Regions from separate parts of the Hordeum vulgare genome. Here all the other regions are linked to region 2. The links are chromatin contacts, called in public Hi-C maps. All regions are on one chromosome and are shown on one strand. Each heading gives the region's core, a stretch centred on a gene start, on an enhancer-like site or on the middle of the called end of the contact. The rest is flanking DNA. Distances are from core to core; before and after follow the strand shown.

Evidence for each region. A called contact is a pair of places that touch in the nucleus more often than the background predicts.
Region 1: a contact with region 2 is called in a Hi-C map of leaf, with 4 times the contacts expected there. The contact joins the promoter of LOC123430528 here to the promoter of LOC123427227 in region 2. A contact is called at or near these places in 2 of 6 Hi-C or Micro-C datasets (leaf and seedling).
Region 3: a Hi-C map of seedling shows a contact between it and region 2, with 5 times the contacts expected there. The contact joins the promoter of LOC123427230 here to the promoter of LOC123427227 in region 2. A contact is called at or near these places in 4 of 6 Hi-C or Micro-C datasets (leaf and seedling) and 1 of 1 datasets of contacts at active chromatin or transcription factors (embryo).

The regions. Positions count from the first base shown.
Region 1 is chr2H:557,651,957-557,654,915 of MorexV3_pseudomolecules_assembly, reverse strand. LOC123430528 reads left to right here and starts at 1,287. Exons shown (of 1, transcript XM_045114393.1): 1 at 1,287-2,277. The coding sequence starts at 1,623. The coding sequence ends at 2,012.
Region 2 is chr2H:557,510,930-557,513,959 of MorexV3_pseudomolecules_assembly, reverse strand. LOC123427227 (BRCA1-associated RING domain protein 1) reads left to right here and starts at 1,330. Exons shown (of 14, transcript XM_045111223.1): 1 at 1,330-1,532; 2 at 1,787-1,840; 3 at 1,921-1,991; 4 at 2,080-2,187; 5 at 2,302-2,570; 6 at 2,713-2,818; 7 at 2,901-2,959. The coding sequence starts at 1,453.
Region 3 is chr2H:557,720,910-557,723,996 of MorexV3_pseudomolecules_assembly, reverse strand. LOC123427230 reads right to left here and starts at 1,346. Exons shown (of 3, transcript XM_045111227.1): 1 at 1,048-1,346; 2 at 802-956; 3 at 1-348. The coding sequence starts at 1,216. The coding sequence ends at 187.

The DNA.
Region 1 (2,959 bases), core at 38-2,537, 140 kb before region 2:
GGGTCGACCACAACTAGCATCTACTCCCTTCATTCATAAATATAAGCCTTTTAAAAGATTTTATTACAGGATAACATACGAATGTATATAGACATATTTTAGTGTATACAGGTTCATTCATTTTGCTTCGTACGTAGTCCCCTAGCGAAATCTTTATAAAGACTTATATTTAAAAACGGAAGGAGTACCAGGCTGTCGCGCAAGCGGAGAAACAACAGAAAAATACATTTGCAAGAATCTTAAAAAGAGACTAGATTCAAAGGCTTTGGACTTAGATGCGAGATAATTATTTCACATCTAATATAAAATAGAAAATTTGGTAATAGCAAATTAGTTTTTTTTGTTAATAAATAGCGAATTTGTTAATAGATAATTATTTCACATCTATATCCATTTCTTCTAAAACAAAATCATATTGAAGAAGATCGCTTCTCGTGTAGGTAGAGTTGTTGATTATTTCTCTCGAATGGGCATGTTGGCCGAATGTTACTGATTATTTCTCCGCTAGTATTAGTTGACATCTGAGACATCTTGTTGTTTCATCGAAAAAGTAATATAATCTTTCCGGATGGAAATATAAACCGAGCACGGGTAATCAGGTCTTTGATTCGATTAACAAAGAATGTGTTAATATGTCGTAGAAAATGTATTTGCCATACATGTTCCATTAGTTAAACTCACGACCTAAGTTCTTGTGTGGAATTATATTCCAAAATGCAAAGAGTATTCATCATGTGAGGACACACCACATACCTGATGAGAAACGAAAACAAGTTTGTAGATTTACCAGCCAAGGAAAATGAAGCATCATCATAGGAGTGCGTTGATTTTTATTTTATTTTATGTACTAGTAATACTAGTAATTATCAGGAATGCGTTATTTTGGCTGGACAAATACTACTGTATTAGGAGCGCGTTGATTATCTGCCTATCCGGGCCCAAGCAGCAGGCGCCGGAGGCACCAAAAAGAACGCGCACACCAAAACCCCCACGCAGCCGCCACTGCCGGGTGGGCCCACGAACGGAACCAGCTGCAAATCCTTCGCCAGGGCACGCTCGCTGGAATTCTCCATCCGCCCCTCCCCATCTCCACGCGACTCCCACCACCGGACGCAATTACCCATCCGCCCCTTCCCGCCCCCCACAACCACGAGCGGGGCCCTCGGCCGCGGCCCTCCTGCAGGAAAGCGCGGTGGCAGGGACGTAATTCCCGCCAAAGCCCGGGGGCACCCTCCGGGGCGCCCCAGTATAAATAGGAGGCAGCCCCCCTCCTGACGCCCCCCCTCCTCTTATAACCCAGAAAGAATTCTCTCTCGTCTCCTCCTCCCCTCCACTGCTCTCCCCCTCCGACCTTTCTCTCGGTCCGTCGTTTCCTCCCCTCCTCTCGCTCGGCCTCCGCCCTGTGAAGTTACCGTCCTGCCCCCGGTGGGCCCCACGGCCATCAATCTCCTGGAGATTTTTTTCCCCCTCTCCGATTTGTTTTCCTTTCTTGAGGAAACTGTTTCTTTCTTTTCCTTTGCCTCCTCCACATACACACATACATACATATCCCGTCGGAAACCGCTTTTCGACGGCTCCCCTCGGCTGGCGCTGCTGACGTGGCGGGGGTCCGGGCCGTCGATATGTCGCTGAGCGAGAAGCTGGAAGCGGCGCGTATCGCACTGGGCAAGCGCAAGGAGCGGGAGCTGCAGCAGCTGGGCCCCGCCCCGGCCCCGGCCCCAACTAAAGCCGCCGAGCTGTCCGCCAAGCCGGCTCGGGCCGGCAACAACAACAACAACAAGCTGCTGGCCGGGAACCTGGCCCACGAGTTCCTGACCCACGGCACGCTCCTGGGCCGCCGGATCGAGCCGAGCCACCACCACCACCCTCCCGCCCCCGCGGCCCCGCGGCCCGAGCCCGAGCCGAAGAGGAGGTACGCCGAGCTGTCCTGGCTGCTGATGACCAACGGGGCCCACATCCCCGGCGTCGTCAACCCCACGCAGCTCGGCCGCTGGCTGCAGATAAAGGAGTGACGCCGCCGTCCACCCCCCCACCGCCACCGCCACCAAGGAGGAGGAGGAGGAACAACGGCAGCAGCACATCAAGACAAAGCGGTTTCGTCGCTCGCCTCGCCTCCCACCCCACCCATCCCCTCCCTTCCCCTCCCGTCGCCTTCTTTCCTAGATCTAGCGAGAAAAACCTGCTGTTGTTGCTGCTCTTGTACTTAGCGCTATCCGGTCGATGCATTGGCACTGCTAGCGAGCCTTTAATTCCCTCCATTACTAGTACTTCTACTCCCACCGTGTTTCGCGTGTCATTCATGCCTGCTCGCTTTATTTTCTTGCATCCATAGCAAAGGCCCATGGATGGATGGATGGATGAATGGATCGATCGCGGCGGAAATCTTGCCATGTATGGCGACGCAACGGGCGTGGCGTGCCGCGGTGGTTGGTCCCCGTTTTTATTTCCGTCTCCGTGTCTGGGTGGGCATGGACGCCTTCCCTTTGGTTTGGTTTGGTTTGGTTTGGCTCGGTTCGGTTCGGTTTGGTTTGGCTCGGAGCTCTGCTCCTCCGTAATAAATACGGGCAAGGCTGGCGCCCACTGCGTGAGAGGCTTTGGTTGTGACGATACGATACATGTAGCGGTGTGATTTGTGAGCCGTCAGATTTTGTTGATTGGATCACAAGGGACCAAGGTGGTTCGGTTCGGTCTCTCCTGGTCTGGACCCTGGGCCCATCGCGTTTCCGGACGAGGCCTTGATGAGTTTTTTCTTTGTAGGGAAGCTTTGATTGATTAGTTGGTCCTTGTTGTTTCCATTGATCGATGATAAGCAAGTGTATTTTGGCTCTTGCGCGCCTACCTGATTCGCATTTAAATACACGGGGATCGCTGCTGATCTGGTCGATCTTGGTTTCCATCCGTCGTCCACCGTATCGGTGCCGCCGGTCAATGGTCTCCGGGAGGGAGGGAAGGCGGGCGA
Region 2 (3,030 bases), core at 81-2,580:
TATTGGGCTGTATTTTAGGTCACATATATAAAAATATTCAAGTAAAAATAAAACAAACGTGTCATGCTCTGTCGGCCCGCGTACCCAGCCTCTAGGCCCAACACAGTCCCAAACGTGCCACGAGCCGTGCCAAGCGTGCTAGCAGGCCGGCCTAGCTGGCACGACCCAAGTAGCCAGCTCTGGGCCTCTGGTTGCGCTAAGGTTTCGTACTGTCCGTCGGTGTTTCCTATTTGATGCTTAAGCGCCCGTTTGCGAACAGGCGCCTGAAGGCGCGTCTAGTTGGGCTCGGCCCATCTTGCCTTTTTTTCTTTGTGGAACAGAAAACTTCAACGTGTCTCTTGGTATTCGAATCAAGGACCTCCTGGTCGTTCGCACAACGCGCTAGCCACACGACCTACATCACCTCCTATTCCTTTGAACACTCTTTTCTTTTTATGACTTATTTTACTTTTTTTCTTATTTAGAATGGTTTTTACTCGGGTCTTTATTTTTTTATCCCTTTTCCTCATTTGAATGAATTTTCAATTTTGATGAATTTTTTTTGGATACGTTGATCTTTTTTCCAACATTGATGAACCTTTTCCGGATTCGATGATCCTTTTTCCAAAATTGATGATTTTTTTAAAAAATTGATGTTTTTTTTAAAATTGATGATTTTTTTTAGAATTGATGATTTTTTTTTGAAAATATGTGAACTCTTTTCAAAATTTATATTTTTTTTGAAAATTCAATGAATTTTATTCAGACTCGATGATTTTTTTAAAATTCAATGAACTTTTTCAAACTTGATGTATTTTTTAAAATAGGATGAACTTCTTTTCAAAATCAATGACTTTTTTTCAAACTCGATGTGTCTTTAAAAAGTTTGATGAACCTTTTCAAAATGGATGATTTTTTTTAAAATTTGATGAACTTTTTTTACTTTTTAAACTATTTTTCGAGTCAATGAAATTTTTTATGTCAGTTTTTGAGATGTCAATGGTCAAACAGTTCGACCGATCAATAGTAAATTTTTTGTGAGAACTTGACCGATCAACAGTAGGTTGCGATCCAGCGAATGGAAGCCGACGAGTGACATTGCTTGTTGGGCCAGCCCACGACCTCGGGGCTGTGAGCGCCAGCTTACCGAATTGACGCCAGCAGCGCCAATTAGGAGCTCCCCTGTCCGCCGCCGATCCTACGCGGCTAGGCTACCCAAGGAGGAGGAGCCCCCCACTTTTCCCACCAGAAGCTGAAATTTTCCCGCGAATGGCGCCCGATTCCGAGCCGCGTCCGTCCACGCGCCCTCAAAACAGTTCCACCTTCCCGCCGGCGCCACTTCTCCCCCCCATTTCCAGAGGCCACCCAGGGTATTTCACCGGCTCCAGAGCCAGCGACCTCGCGCCATCACAGCACAACCCTTCTTCGTCTGGAGAGCGCTACCCAGGAGCGTGGTCGTGAGCGGCGGCGGAGATGGAGGGCATGAGGAGGTTCGTCAACCCGCTCAAGCTCAACGTGCAGAAGATGGAGCTGGAGCTCACCTGCCCCGTCTGGTACACGCCACCTCCGCCTCCCCTCCCCCCCACCCCGCCCCACTCCGCATCTATGTTCTACGGATCCAGATGCGGATTGAGGCCAGAGCTTTTCTATGATTTGACTAGAGCTATAATAAGCCTGTAGATCGGAACTGTGTCATCCGTAATACGAGCACCGACAACCCCTGCATACAAAGAAGCGAACTTTGCCATAGTTGGATCTGGTGAGCGCTTGATCTGTGACGGCTGACCATCTCTTTTTTTTTTGGCAGCCTGAAGTTGCTCAGCGCGCCTACGATGCTGCCGTGTTGCCACACCTGCTGCAGGTTACTACCCTGACAACCTAACCTACGTGCCATTCTCTCTACTCATACCTCCTTGTGACGAACCTCTTGAATTCTTTCAGCAAATGCGCCACTACGCAGGCTATGAATGGCCACAGCTGCGCCATTTGCAAACTAGCCTATCACCCTCAAGGTATAAATTGGTAAACTGAGGTGTTTGTGATTACCGAGTTTTGGCTTTGACCAATTACTCACCTGATACTACCAAAAACCGCTTGCAGATTTAAGGCCCGCTTCTCAAATTGAGGCATTGGTGAACATTCAGAGGAGCATCAGCTCTACGGTCAGCAGCATGTCTCTGGAGCTCGGGAATCAAGCAGCCATTCCTGGTACACTGTCGACCAATTCCTGTTTTTGTGCTGTCAGAATAACAAGCACAAGGTTTCTACTATCCGTGAGGCCATAATATGTTGATTGATTTGGAAAACCCTTTGTTTTGTCAGTTGCAAAGGTCGCATCTCAACAAACTCCAGAATCAGGAACGACAAGTTCTTACAACTTGGTTACTTCATTGCTGCCATGTAACCAATCAGCTGGACCTGCAAATGAAAATGTAGACGGTGCACAAGCAATGGATCCTGCACCAGGAAACAGAACTGATGATGTGAAAGTTGAGCCCACGGTTATTGTACAGACAGGGCCGTGTGGGTCTCAAACTCCTAATGGCTCTGGGGATCTGGAATGTGACAGCAACTACCTTGAAGGAGAGTTGGTAATATTCTATCTCATGCAGATGAACTTTGTTTGTTAATAATAGCTTGTTTCTACAAGCGAATTTTCTTTTCTCTCTCTTTGCATCTGGTATGTCCTCTTTATAATAAAAATCCCACTCCTGAAATTGGTCATCCTCTCAGATAACAAGCGGATCACCTCCTCAGAGTACGTTGAAAAGAGGGCCGAATGTAACAGATGATCATACCAGAGGGCTGAAGAGGCAAAAGTCCTCAGATCAGAGTGAAAGTAAGCATTTTGTTTCTAACCAGTCACCTCTTTGAATTTCCAAAAATGGAAGGCACTAATGTGATTCCAAACATCAATGCAGAACAACCAAGTATGACTGGATGGAAATGTGAGTTTTGTCACACTTCGGAAATTAGTCAGGTCAGACAATGGGGAATTTTTGATCTGTGTTGTATTCACCCGCAAGTGTTTGACTAGCCATGCCACTGACT
Region 3 (3,087 bases), core at 97-2,596, 210 kb before region 2:
GGAAGCAGATTTTATTCCATTCATCTGTGAACTTGTACCATAGATTTTTCTAGTTGACATGCTGGATATTCACTATCAAAGAAAGGACAACTTGATCAATACATATCTCATAGGAGAATTTCTTCGCTTTCTTGGAGCACAAAAGTGAGTCTACATGAAGCACTAACTCTTCATCGCCGCTTATAACTATTCTCCCTGTGTGGGAATGGTAGGAGAAGTAGGGGATGTAGGTGCAGGCGTCACAATGGTTGTTGAAGGTCCCTTTAGAGTCTTTGGCCCCTTATTATCATCAACGACCTCCTCAGCAGCTCTTTCCTTGGCCTTTTGGGCTCTCTGAACTACTTCCTCCTGTATTAACAATTATCGCCCAAAGGGCATTTTAGAAGTGAGTGGTGTTCTGTGAGGTTTAGAGAAGATAATTAAGTGCATGCCTACAATAAATTGTGGCTATACATTATGGAGCCATAGATAATGATGGTTAACGGTGGAAAGCGGTTGGATTATGTGCAATCAAAAGGTTACAAGCGGTGCACATCTGGATGTAGAAGAATAACATACATACTTTAGTTTTTTAGTTGTTTGAAATCTGAATGTACAAGAGCTTACGAGTTGCCACTGAGAATTCACAGGCCTATCTGCCATCAGCTGGCCTAAGGAACACATCTAGTTCTCCAGTAGCTAGCTGGATTGAAGGTAAAGCCTCTTCTAGAATTCCATGCCGACGCTTTGCTACACGCTAGTAGTATATGTATATCCCTAATACCCATGGGGAGCAAAGCAAGGGCCGGGGTTGTGCCGTACCTGGAATTCCTGGACCTGCTTCTGCTGCTCCGCCTGCCACTGCCCGACGACGCTGAACACCTCGCCCACCACCGACTCGGCCCTCTCCGTCAGCGCCTCCGCCAGGGCCTTCCCGAGGAAGAAGGCGTCGAGGACGGCCTTGCTCTCATCGTCACCTGGCACATGGGCAGCAGAACAACGGAGGACGGGGTAAGAGACCCAGCCCGACACGCCTCTCCCGACCTGCGCATGAGGAGGTGCGCGTACCTGCTTTGGGCTCGGGACGCCCGCCGCCGCCGCCGCTCCTGGCCGCAAACCTGCGAAGGTTGTTTCTGACGGGGGAGGGGGAGGGGGAGGGGAAGGCGCTGCGGGCCGGGAGAGAGACGCGGCAGAAGGAGGGAGGGGCCGCCGCCGGCGCAGGTAGCACGGGCGCCATGTCTGCCCGCGCTGTCGTGGAGCTGCGGGGTCTTCCAGCGAGGAATTGGGGCTGGGAATCGGTCGGATTAGAACCCCCGGCCACCGGCGGACGCGCGGCCACGGACGGATTGGGGGCAATCTGGGAAATGGGAGGACGCTTTTCTTTTTTCGATTGTTGTACTCGCATCTTGTACAGTACGTATGTAGTACGTACCACAGACAGAGACAGGGCCAGTCATGTAATTACACTCAACAAATCGCCTCCAGGCTCCACCGCCGGCAAGGAGAAGCGCGTGGTCGGCTCGCCGTCCCCATCATCCTCCCCATCGCCTCCGCCGCAAGGCCATTGATCGTTGCTGCATGCTGCGGGGTGCGGATTGTGGAGTAGCAACGGGAGGAGGCGGCAGGAGGTCAGCCCCTTGGCGCAGGCCAACTGTTTGATGGAATGGCGGCTTCATCCATCCAGGCAGGTGATTAAGATGTGTGTCTGGGTCTGCCACAGTTTGATGTACGTCTTGAAGCTAGCTGAAGGACCTGAGATGAACTAACTGCATAGACACGTACTGTGCGCAAGACTGGCCCGTAGCAGATTAAGAGTGCCGTGCTGAAGACATTGCTTGCAACTGCTTACTCTGATGACCTTGTGATGAAGATCTTTCAGACACCACCATCTTGACGAAAGGTATTCTTAAGTTAGTTATTTTCTGCACGGGTTAAATTAATAAGCATGCCACACTAGCATTTGCCATGTTTTTCTTTTTTTTACGAGACGACAAGTGAGCTGCCGTTTATTGCCAAGAGAAATTGTAGAGGACGCAATGTTGGGAAGAAAAAACGCAAAATACATAAAAAAAAGGGTAAAGAGATAGTGGGTGGCGGGGGGTTAGAGATGCCCCTTTTTTTTTTTTTTTTGTGGGAAGATACCCGTGTGTTACACTAGATGCCTCTGTTATCCTATGGAAGAAGGCTAAATATCTGGCGAAAACCACTTTCTCATGGAAACTCTCGAAATTACATGTACACATACTAAATTCTTCTAAAAAATACGTCAATTGGGAGGTTATTCTTATGAACCACGGAGTTCTCATGGGGGGGGGGGGGCATATATCTTACTGAGGATAAATAAGCTAATCATTCTCGATAGATTGATTATGCTGAACTGTGCATGCAGTAGCTGAACCACTCCCATCAGGATGCTAAAACACTCCTAATAGAAGACTAAAATAGATGGCACACACATGAGAAGCTTTCCCGAGCATCTGATGATAGTTGGCTTAAATTGACTATATTACTCCAAATAGTTCTTCTACATATCGGTCATAATATATTGCAACAAGATATGCTATTCTAATGGTGGTCCATTAATTTTCATTTGCTCTTGAATATAAGATCTTCTAGTTGATAAGATGTTCTGTTGTCATGGAAGCATATCCTGCTTCATGTTGATGTTTGGGTACATGAGCAATGCACATTATATAATCTCAATTAAATTGGTGCAAGAAATAACATACAAGATAGTTCTCAAGATCGCCTGCTAGTGATATGCTATAGAATTGTATTAGAAAGAACCCCACAATTATGCAGCCATCCTACCACGTCGAGGTCTTCAAATGTGTGAATGCATTTTTGAGTGCTTCTGCATAATTTCTCATAAGTATAAGCGCTACTATCAATTAATGACTCGCGAACCTTGAATTTAGTATTTCCTTGGTGATCGTAATAAAGTGCACCGCTGCAATTGATCCCCTCCTGATAATATTTCCTATTTTTGGTTCTATCCACTATTTTTTCCTGTGGGTTGTGATGTTTTGATGTTAGGTAATGGCGACATGCTCTAATGATATTCCTATTTTGAGGGTATATGTTGTTTTAAGAATCTTGAAAGGGTAC